Regions from separate parts of the Mus musculus genome. Here region 1 is linked to region 2. The links are chromatin contacts, called in public HiChIP or PLAC-seq maps. All regions are on one chromosome and are shown on one strand. The core of a region is the stretch at or near the end of the contact, and the rest is flanking DNA. Distances in the headings are between cores, read along the strand shown. Region 1 has its middle 78 kb from the start of Gm30549. Region 2 overlaps Fars2 (phenylalanine-tRNA synthetase 2 (mitochondrial)).

Region 1 (4,833 bases), core at 545-3,044, 830 kb after region 2:
TCAGGGAGTGACACGTCCTAGGCGGAGGATAATTCTCCTTAAAAGGGACGGGGTTTCACCATTCTCTCTCTTGCACTCTTGCACTCTTGCTCTCTTGCGCTCTGGCTCCTAAAGATGTAAGCAATAAAGCTCTTGCTCTCTTGCTCCTAAAGATGTAAGCAATAGAGCTCTTGCTCTTGCTCTCTTGCGCTCTTGCGCTCTGGCTCCTAAAGATGTAAGCAATAGAGCTCTTGCTCTCTTGCTCGCTTGCTCTCTTGCTCTCTTGCTCTCTTGCTCTCTGGCTCCTGAAGATGTAAGCAATAAAGCTTTTGCCACAGAAGATTCCGGTTTGTTGCATTCTTCCTGGCCGGTCGCGAGAACGTGTGTAAGAGGGGAGGGTCACCAAAACATGAGGAATTATATTAAAGGGTCCCGGCATGGTGGCGCACGCCTTTAATCCCAGCACTTGGGAGGCAGAGGCAGGTGGATTTCTGAGTTCGAGGCCAGCCTGGTCTACAAAGTGAGTTCCAAGACAGCAAAGTCTGTACAGAGAAACCCTGTCTCGAAAAAAACAAACAACAACAAAAACAAAAAATAAAAAACAAAACAACACAAAAAAGGTTGAGAACGAACCATTGCTTTAAAACTCTTCTAGGAAGCGGAGCTTGCGGTTTCTCTTCTCTGGGTTTATCGCCTTTCACCCTCTTCAGCCTCAGCATCCCGTCATTCCCTAGATTCATCTTTACCTCCATCCTTGCCCGTGTTGTTTGCCCTGGCTGTACTCTCAAGCTGTTCCTCGGTCTCTGTGTCAGCTGTCACGCATCTGGCTGCCTTGCTGACCCTGCAGCTTGCTCTGTACCAACTGCTCAGCCCTCACCACCACACTGCTGTCCCTGATGCTCCCTTCTGCATGTTCATCAGCTTCTCTTGTGCTAAGAAAAGTAGGTAAGAAAGCACCCGCTCGCTCAAGAGAAGCGAGCCTCTCGCTTTATTGGGAGAAGCCGCACTGGAGGGAATCTCCAGGCTGACTCACCAAGTGAGCCTCATTAGGTAGCCAGGGGAGAAGTGTTTACAGCAAGTACAGCAACGCAAGCAAAGGAAGGTTTAGGTTTGTACCCACATAAACATCACAGCCTTGCCTTTTTAGCTGCAGTCACAGTTATCCCCCTGCTAAGCCTCCGATGGACGCATTCTCCCTCTGCCCACAGCAGAAACGATTTGGGGGTTAGTAGGATTCACCTGGACTTAGCAAATGCCTGGTACAAATTCTTTGAAACAGTCCTCGCTGAGGGTGAACCTTCTCTTCAAGAGCTAGAGCAATCATCTACAACCATTGCGGAGTTTTCACCCGGGGTCTGTGGAATGTTTGAAATGGCCGCCATTGCCCTAGGGTAGTCTGCCTGGCTCTTGGACTGAGAGCCTTATTGTTTGAGGCATCCAGAGTAGCAAAGGTAAATCCAATAGCTGCCAGTTTCAGAGGTAGATTGCCCCACCCTCCTTCTCTTGATTTATCCCCGAAAAAAAAAAAAAAAAAAGAACATCAGAGGGTGGGCTTACAGGAACTTGAAGAACTTATTAACATTGGCAACAACTGAATTGGTGCTTTAATAGTACTTAGCAGTGCCCTGGAAGAAGCAGTTTCCCCATTACTGCTTCAGGAGGATCGTGAGTTCAGGATCACCCTGGGCTACAAACCCAGATCCTGTTTAAAACACAACAAAACAAAAAATTGGCTGGTCTCAGTTCCACTGTAGTTTTGCTTTGAGAGTTTCTTCCTTCAGTCAGTCCCTGTTTGTCTCTGCCCACCCAGTATACCACTTCCTGCCTCTGCCTGCCCTGTGCTCCACTTCTTGCATTTTCTAAACAGATGTCTCATATTTCTCCAGTGTTACAATTCAATACTGGACTACTGCTTCCCCCTACCCCTCTCCCTCCCCCTTTTTCCTCCCCTTGTCCCCCTGTCCCCCTCTCCCCCTGTCCCCCTCTCCCCCTGTCCCCCTGTCCCCCTCTCCCCCTCTCCCCCTCTTTCTCTTCCCTCTCCCTCCCCCCTCTCTCTTCCCCCTCCCTCTCTCTCTTCCCTCTCCTTCTCTCTCTTCCCTCTCCCTCTTCCCTCAGCTGAGAGATTTTTGGTTTTGTTTTCCTGACTCAAGATGAGATACCAAGAGTCTACACTTTGTGACATTCCTATAAAGTTGAATTTCTGTTACCACAGTCCCTTAAGTGGTGCCTGTCACCCAACAACCCAGTTCCAACCTCTGTTACCAGGGTGAATTATCTGTGAACAATTGCTTTGAGTACAATGCCTGCTACTTAATAGTCAGAACACAAATCACTACATAAATAAGAGTTTGCAGTGATCAGGAGCCATGCTATTACTTCAGAGTTCCTAGGGGATTTCAGAGTTCCTCGGGGACTGGTCACTATGCCTGTTTTCAGTTTGTATACAGACAGCAAAGCAATTCCTTAGCTTCTGATGACCTTTTATAAAACTGAATATTCAGGAGAGGGAATTCAAGCCTGGTATGGTGTCCCTTGTCTATAAGCCCAAGACTAAAAAGGTGGGGGTAGAAGGATCAGGAGTTGAAGGCCAGCCTCAGCCACATAGTGACTTCAAGCCAGGCTGAGCTGCACAAGACTCTGTGTCAAAAATGAAACAAGGAAAAAAGAAGGAGGCTGGCTTTGTTTAATGCTGCACATCTGGAATCTCATCGTATGACAAATGAAGGGAGAAGGGCTGCAAGTTTCAAGATAACATGGATCGTACAGTGGGTTTTATGTTGTCCTGAGTTACATAGCCAGAACCTATGGTTTTGTTGTTTGCCTGCTGTTTGTTTGATTTTTTGTAATGAGTAGGAGGAAAGAATTGCCTAGCAATATACAAAGAGAACAACAAAGTCACAAAAAGTGATAATGTCATAAAGAAATTCAATTTGAAAAGCAGTGGTCTGAGTTCTAAAGGAAATAGCTGACTCTAAGGATGTGGGTGTTACCCCATTAGAAGGCCTTCCCTAGCAGCAAGAGGAACCAGGAAGATGGGTTTGCACATAAGAACTAGGAAATGGCTGTGAAGGAAGGATGAAGATGTCCAGAGAAAGTGACATCGGCAAAAAATAAATGTTGAAGAAACTCTGAGTTCTTGAGGCATTGAAAGTGGGAAGGCCATCTGGCTGGAAAATAATGCAAGCTGAGATGCTGGGTGTGGCTGTGCCCAGGGAGAGCCTCCTCCCAAAGAGGAGGCTCTAGTGCAAGAAGAAAGTGGGCACCATTCATACTACCCTTAAAAACTTTTTAAACACAAGACTCCTAAATCTTCAATATTTTGACTGCTGTAAGTTATAATGTGCTAAGTTAGAATTGATCCTAGTATGTTGTTTCTCATTTTTATTTACATTTAAATTTATATCTTTTATTTACATCTTTTTAAAAAAAAGACCTCACAGGCTATAAAACAATTGTGTATTCCAGATTGCTTTTTAAGACTCCTTTGCAATGATTGGATTGAGAACAGCTGTTTTATTGTCTCCCAGTCCTGCATCCAGGGTTCAGCCTATGCCTGTTCAATGGCTTAATAGGTCAATACTCAAGAGATAGAAGACCCTAGTTATCATTCATGAGCAATCATTTAGACTACCCTAAATCCTAAAGACAAGAACTTCAGAATTGTGCCACCCAAGCTACACGGTAGTAACAATCTACACTCTTTCAAGTTGGTTAAGATTTGACTATTCAGACTTATATATAAGATATATTATATATATTAATATAATCTTATTCATAAGGCATATGATGTTTCATTTCTGACCCACTAGGTCCTCATCTCCTGCATTCCAATCCTTTTACTTTAGGTTTACTGGCATTTTTAAAAACCCATCAATATTAAATATTTTTATATACAAGGATAAATATTATAATGAACTGCTGTGCACACACTAAACAGCCTAAACACAAGCATAGGTGGCCTTCATACCCATGGGATTGTGTCAAGGATAGAAAATATTTTATCGAGAAAGGACTTGAGTACTGAATATAAACACAATTTTTTGTCATCCTGAAACAAGGCAGCAAAACCGCTATTTACATACATTTCCATCGCATTAAGTATTCTAAGTCTCTGGAGATTGGTTAAAGTGTGCAGAAGGCAAGGCTCACACTGTACAGTTCTGTAGAAGCCATGTGAGCATCCTGGGATTTGGGGACATTTGAGAGTCCTTGAAGCAATCTCCTGAGAACACTGAGGGACAACTGAGTTACAATACAGTTCAATTCTCCAGTGTTGCCCTCCCCACTTGGCATCCTCTCCCCAATTACCCACTCACCAATAATAACTACAAGTCCCAGATCTTATTGTGCCATTTCCCCTGTTTGATTACTCCTGTTCTTTATCATGCCGCCACCGTTCAATTATTTTCATGACCCGTGAACCCTTATCATCTCCTGCTGCCAATCATTCTTTGGGCACAAATTCCCTCTCCTGGGCTTGCTTGCTTCCCCCTATCCCTGATGCCTTTCTTTTGACATATTGTCCCCTCCTCCAAGAAACAACCTTGCTCCTCCCTCCCTGTAAGTTTTTAAGGCACCTCACAGGTCTTGCTTGTGCCAAGTATTTCAAGTGTGACTATTTCTGTGGTGCCTCTAAGAGTGGATGTCACCCCTGTGCCCCTGACTTAGTCCCCGACATTGGACTCCATGTCTGATGTTGCCTGATGATGCAGAAGGCGCCTGATCTGGACTGAACCAATGGGACAAAGCTTTCCTTAACATTAGGCTCTCTGGGAAGTCTCATAATAATCATTTTAACCATAAACAAATTAAAAAAAAACGTTTAAATCCCTATAAAACCAAATAGTAACAATG
Region 2 (5,218 bases), core at 1,176-3,675:
TGAAAAGTGTCACACAGTAATTTCAAGGAACGCTTTGAAGAAATGAGCTGTTGGGCAAGAAGATAATTCCTGTCTATCCTGGTTTTACCGCCACACTTGACTCAGCTCAGAAGAGGAGGGACAGAATCAAAGAGTGCGGGTACTGGAAAAATGGGAACTTGCTTGGTAAGGTGCAAGGCTCAGGTCTCCTGAGTGTCTTAGAGAAAGGGATGTCAAGAAAGATCGAGCTTGGAGCAGGAGAGCGAGCATCCTCGATGCCATGAGATAGGACATCAGGACTGTAGTCTGTTCAGAGAAAGCTGGCTTCGTTCTGTAGATATATGCTGTAGTGTGTGCCTTTAAAAACAAAGTAAGGCTTGGAGAGATGGCTCAGTGCTTAAGAGCACTGGCTGCTCTTCCAGAAGTCCAAAGTTCAATTCCCAGAAACCGTGTGGTGGCTCACAACCATCCTTACTGGGGTTCAATTTCCCCTTCTGGTATGGAGATATACATGCAGACAGAGCACTCATATACATGAACTACATACATAAATAGAATTTAAAAACACCAGGTATGCATGAGAGCATCACACGCAGTGCAGTATCTAATATTTTACACATGTATTGTTTTCTTATGCAATGTAAAGATTATAATGGTAAGCCCTCCTGTCTTGAGCTAGGAGATTTTTAATTAACATTTATATATTTTGTGTTCACGTGTGTGTCTCAGTGGATATATGTGTACCTCATTAGTGAAGCTCAGAAGAGGATACTATCAGATCCCCTGAAACTGGAGTGCCAGGCAGGTGTGAGCTGTCTGATGTGGCCACTGTGAACAGAACCAGGCTTCTCTACAGCAGCAGCAGGTGCTGGGAACTGCTGAGCCATCGCTCCAGCTCATCAGGCTGAGAGTTTAACTCATTTCTATCTATGGATGGGAAGAAAGGGTTGTGATTTACAGAATTCTTACAAGGAAGCAAAGTCTTGTATTCGTGTTTTCTTTGTTCAAATTGAATTGGTATTGTTGGCATTTTTGTTGTTGCCCTGCCTCCTTTAATTTTTTCCTGAAGCCTTATATTTTCAAAATTTCCCAATGTGTATCTGTACAAGTGTGGTACATGTGTGGGTAGTGCATGCGCCTTTATATGCCTGCATGGCTAGAAGAGGGCACTGGTTTCCTCTCCCACACTCTGCCTCATTCCTTTGAGACAGGCTCTGTCACTGATCCTAGGTCTCAACTGCTGGCCATCAGGATGTTGCGGGAGAATGAGAAGCCAGCTGGTTCAGGTGCCCCACAGCTTACCAAGGATTGCCTGGACTCTGCTTAAAAACAAATGAAAAGGGGGAATGGAGGGACAGACAAGAAGACAGAGCAATATAATAGGTGATAAGACGAAAACTTTGTATATAAGCCAGGATTAGAGAAATATGAAATTTCCCTGAAGGTGGAAATGAAGAGAATAAAAGGAGTTGTGGGAGGAAAAATAACCTATAAATTATGCTTAACGAACTTACTGAAAAAATATAAATCATAGTTACATAAAATCATTTTATTTCATTATGCTAATGTTGATAAATTTTAATTTTCAGGTGTACATGCTTAAAGTCCTCAAGACTCTTAAACATAATAATCAAAAAGCTAATTAATCACTTATGGGCAACTTTCCCAAGTAACTGTAGGGGCAGACACAATTAAGAAATAATGCCTCAGCCACAAAGAATAAAATACAGGCCTAGACAGGAAACTTCGTTATATGCCACAAATTAAAATAGAAGGACTTTATTGCTTATGTTACCTCACATTTCCGAATATGTTTTAGGGGAAAGAGAAACAAAGCGAGGCACTTGGCCAAGTGTGTTGTAAACCTGAGTGAGCAGCACCACTCCCCTCGTGTCCTTTGGGGAATTCACTGCCACAGGAACTTCACCCCTAAACATAGGAATTGGCTAGTAGGCGGGATTGACTAATGCAGAGTCATTTCAGGGGCCGATGTTCCAAGGTTGCGGTCTGTCTTCCTTATTAAATCTGTACTCTCTGGTCTTTCAGACCATCGAGGCTTTGTTTGTACATATTTATTTTTATTGTTTTTTTTTCTAGGTCCTCAAGTTATAAAAGTAAGATAAGCAGGGCTGTCATTACTTCAAGTGCTGATTGAGAACCAAAAATAAACTAGGGATAGGTCAGGGCCAGATATCATGCAAGGGACTTGCGGCCAGGTATATATGCTCAGCAATCAGGTCCTTTGCATATATTGGTTAAACAAGTTTCAGAACAGGGGACAGTAAACATAGGCTATTAACACTCTAGTTTTAATAGTGAAAAGCCAACTAAAGTAAAAAATGGAAGGAGGTGGGGAGTTGAATTGTTTTCATGAATAGAAGGCCTGTGGAGTCAGAGGCAGCTGGATCAGAAGCAGAGTAAGTGTCAGAGTTCACGTCTGTCCCTTCCCACCCAAGGTAGTTCACTGTCTGTGGTTATGTGCTGACGTACAGTCTTGCAATCAGTTTCAGAGGCATTAAAGTGAAGTGAAACAAGAACACACTTCCCTCTTGGGTTTCTCACAGGTCATTTATGTTGATTGTCCCTCTTAGGACCTGTGCATTCCCATTTTTGAAGGGAACTCAGGAAGGTTACAGTGCTAGGGATTTCAGAAGTAGATGTAAGGAAAACACAACTGCGATAGAGATGGCCAAGCAAGGCACCTAGCAAATGTGCTGCCTGTTGTTTGTCTCTTTGTTTTTTAGGAATTAATGCCTCCATTTGTTCGGTTTTTTTTTTTTTTTCAGTAGCAAATAAGAGTTAAACAGTAGTAGCCAGTAGGGGGCATAGTAGGCAGCAATGTTGGGCACAAAAGTAGTAGCACAGAAGTGGGGAAACTGCAGAGTTGGTTATGGGAGAGTCTTTAAAGGAAGCTTCAGAAGTGAGGGAAAGACCCGCCATTGGTCCTGCTAGGGCTCTCCCGGGCTTGACTCATTGCCATCCTCCAGGAAGCTTCAGGAGCTAAGGGAAGGTAGCCAGTCCACCATCGGTCCTGCTAAGCCATGGGAAGGTAGCCAACCCACCGTCAGTCCTGCTAAGCCATGGGAAGGTAGCCGGTCCACTGTCGGTCCTGCCTGGGATCTCCTTGGCTTGACTCATCACCATCCTCCAGCTTTCATTCTCTAGTCATAGCTACAGAAGTGAGGTTCTCAAGAGCAGGTGACAGAGGTGGGAATAAGGGAGTACAAATGATTTCTTTCATAAGGGAAGAAACAGAATCTAGAAGTTCTGTGCCTAGGGTAGGCAGTGACTTTATTAGCTACTAGGGAAAGGAGCAGAGCTCTTCCATGTACTTACATTTCACACCCAGAGCAAGCAGTGCCTGCTTCAGAGGAGGTTTCCATTTGTAGCATTAAGTGATTATCAAATAGCATACAACAAGCAGTTAGTGGGAATCTGTCCTACTCCAGAAGGCTGTGGAAAGATGTCCCAGGAAGGTTCACTTAGCCTTGGGTTGAAGAATGACTTGGGATGAGCGAAGGAACATCTAAGGCGTTCATTTATGATTAAAGTGCAACCGTAGTGTTCTTGCATTCTTGTTCTTGGTGCTGCTTCCCCCAACCCCTTCCTGGCTTTTCCTCTAGGCCTTCTGTTCCAGAACTTCTTCTGCATCTAGGGAGGCAGTGGGCTGAGATTGTCATGGTAACTACTGTTTATTACCCAGTTGTGTTCACTAGTCTCTTTTGCAGCCCTCAGGCCCAGAAAATGAACACTAAGTCCTTGGGTAAGTTGTTGTCTTAGTCAGTACTTAGGTACTTGACAGAGATCTGCTGGGGTTTCTGAGTATGGCAACCTTATAAGAATGTGTAATGTGCTATTACACATTCTTAATATTCAAAACTAATTTTTTTTTTAGATTAAAAAAATGTTTACTGTCTGGAGAGATGACTCAGTGGTTAGGAGCACTTGCCACTCTTACAGAGGGCCCAAGTCTGGATCTCACTTCCCACATGGCTCACAACCTCCCATGCTCCAGGGAGTCTGACAGGCTCTTCTAACCTCCACAGGTACCAGAAATACATATGGTACACATACGTACATACATGCAGCCATGGACATAAAATAACACTTTAAAGCATGTTTAGTAGTCAGGGTAACGCACTGCTGCTTCCCCTCATGTGCTCACCTGCATGCTCTCGTGGAACACACGAGGTTGAAGAGTGATTATAGAAAAACATCAAATACATCGTAGAAAACAGGAAATTAAAGTGCAAATTGGGACAGGAAAAATAATAAAAGATAAAGGGAATCTAGGAATGCTCCACGTGTACTGTGACTTTAAAGTAATTCTGTGTCTTGCAGATTCACAAACTATTCAGCCAAACTCATAACGAAGCACAAGTAATCTGCTAACCACCCAGTCACATCGCATGGCTTACAATGAGATTCTTCTCAACCAAGTGAAGTGTTTAGTGGAAGGAAATTCACGCCAGAGTAACATGCATCTTGCTCCTCTCAGATGTGGGTAGCTGAGTCCGATGCTGGAACAGTAACTGGGGATAGCACAGTTTTATCAGTTGTCAAGAGAGCCTTGTCAAGAGAGACTGAAACTCTAAACATATATGGAAATTTGCTGTGAATGTGTTAAAGTAGGAATTTTAAATATGGAAATTCTGGGCTTAGAGAATTCCCCTTCCAGTTGGATAAAAGTTTTCTTACTGTAATACAAAGGAAAGCCATTTTCAGTTTGCTCTGTCACTTGTTGTGAGCAACTCTACTTGACACCAACTTTAGCTCCTCCCAAATGTACAGACTAGTCTCAGCATGCCTGTGGGGATAAGTCACCGGAGGCACCCTGAACATGACTGGTCAGCCCCCCCCTCCCCCCTTATTGTAACATAGGTGAAATAATTTGCAAGTACAAAATGTAAAGAAATTTATTTACCTGGCTATAGTAATAGTAACTTTTATGGTTATTACACAGGCGTGGTGCCACTCAGGATGCAAATGACAGACTATAAGAAAGAGAGGTACTGAGGGGCACAGGGGAAATCTATTCAGGAATTTCCCATGGAGTGAAATCTCCAAGTGGAAAGGAAAACATTGCACCTGAAGCAAACTATGCATGGTGTTGGCATTGCTTGGCAGAGCATCAGGGTTCCAAGTGACTGATGATAAAGCTACATTAAACATTTTAGTTTGGTCTTTTTCTACATTCATAATTTTGTGAATTTATTTACATTTTATACACCTGTAGCAT

Evidence for each region. HiChIP or PLAC-seq counts read pairs in DNA pulled down with a chosen protein or histone mark.
Region 1: an H3K27ac HiChIP or PLAC-seq map of acute myeloid leukemia shows a contact between it and region 2, with 3 times the contacts expected there. The contact joins two enhancer-like sites.

The regions. Positions count from the first base shown.
Region 1 is chr13:37,147,032-37,151,864 of GRCm38.p6, forward strand. No RefSeq gene overlaps it. Among named protein-coding and RNA genes, the nearest start is that of Gm30549, 78 kb to the left of the region's middle. Within about 2 kb of position 1,795, at least 66 of the 459 cell types and tissues checked have an H3K27ac peak or open chromatin away from gene starts, as enhancers often do. A contact at or near this core is called in acute myeloid leukemia, where this site is marked.
Region 2 is chr13:36,312,581-36,317,798 of GRCm38.p6, forward strand. All of the region lies in intron 4 of Fars2 (phenylalanine-tRNA synthetase 2 (mitochondrial)), which reads left to right. Among named protein-coding and RNA genes, the nearest start is that of Gm40912, 110 kb to the left of the region's middle. Within about 2 kb of position 2,426, at least 38 of the 459 cell types and tissues checked have an H3K27ac peak or open chromatin away from gene starts, as enhancers often do. A contact at or near this core is called in acute myeloid leukemia, where this site is marked.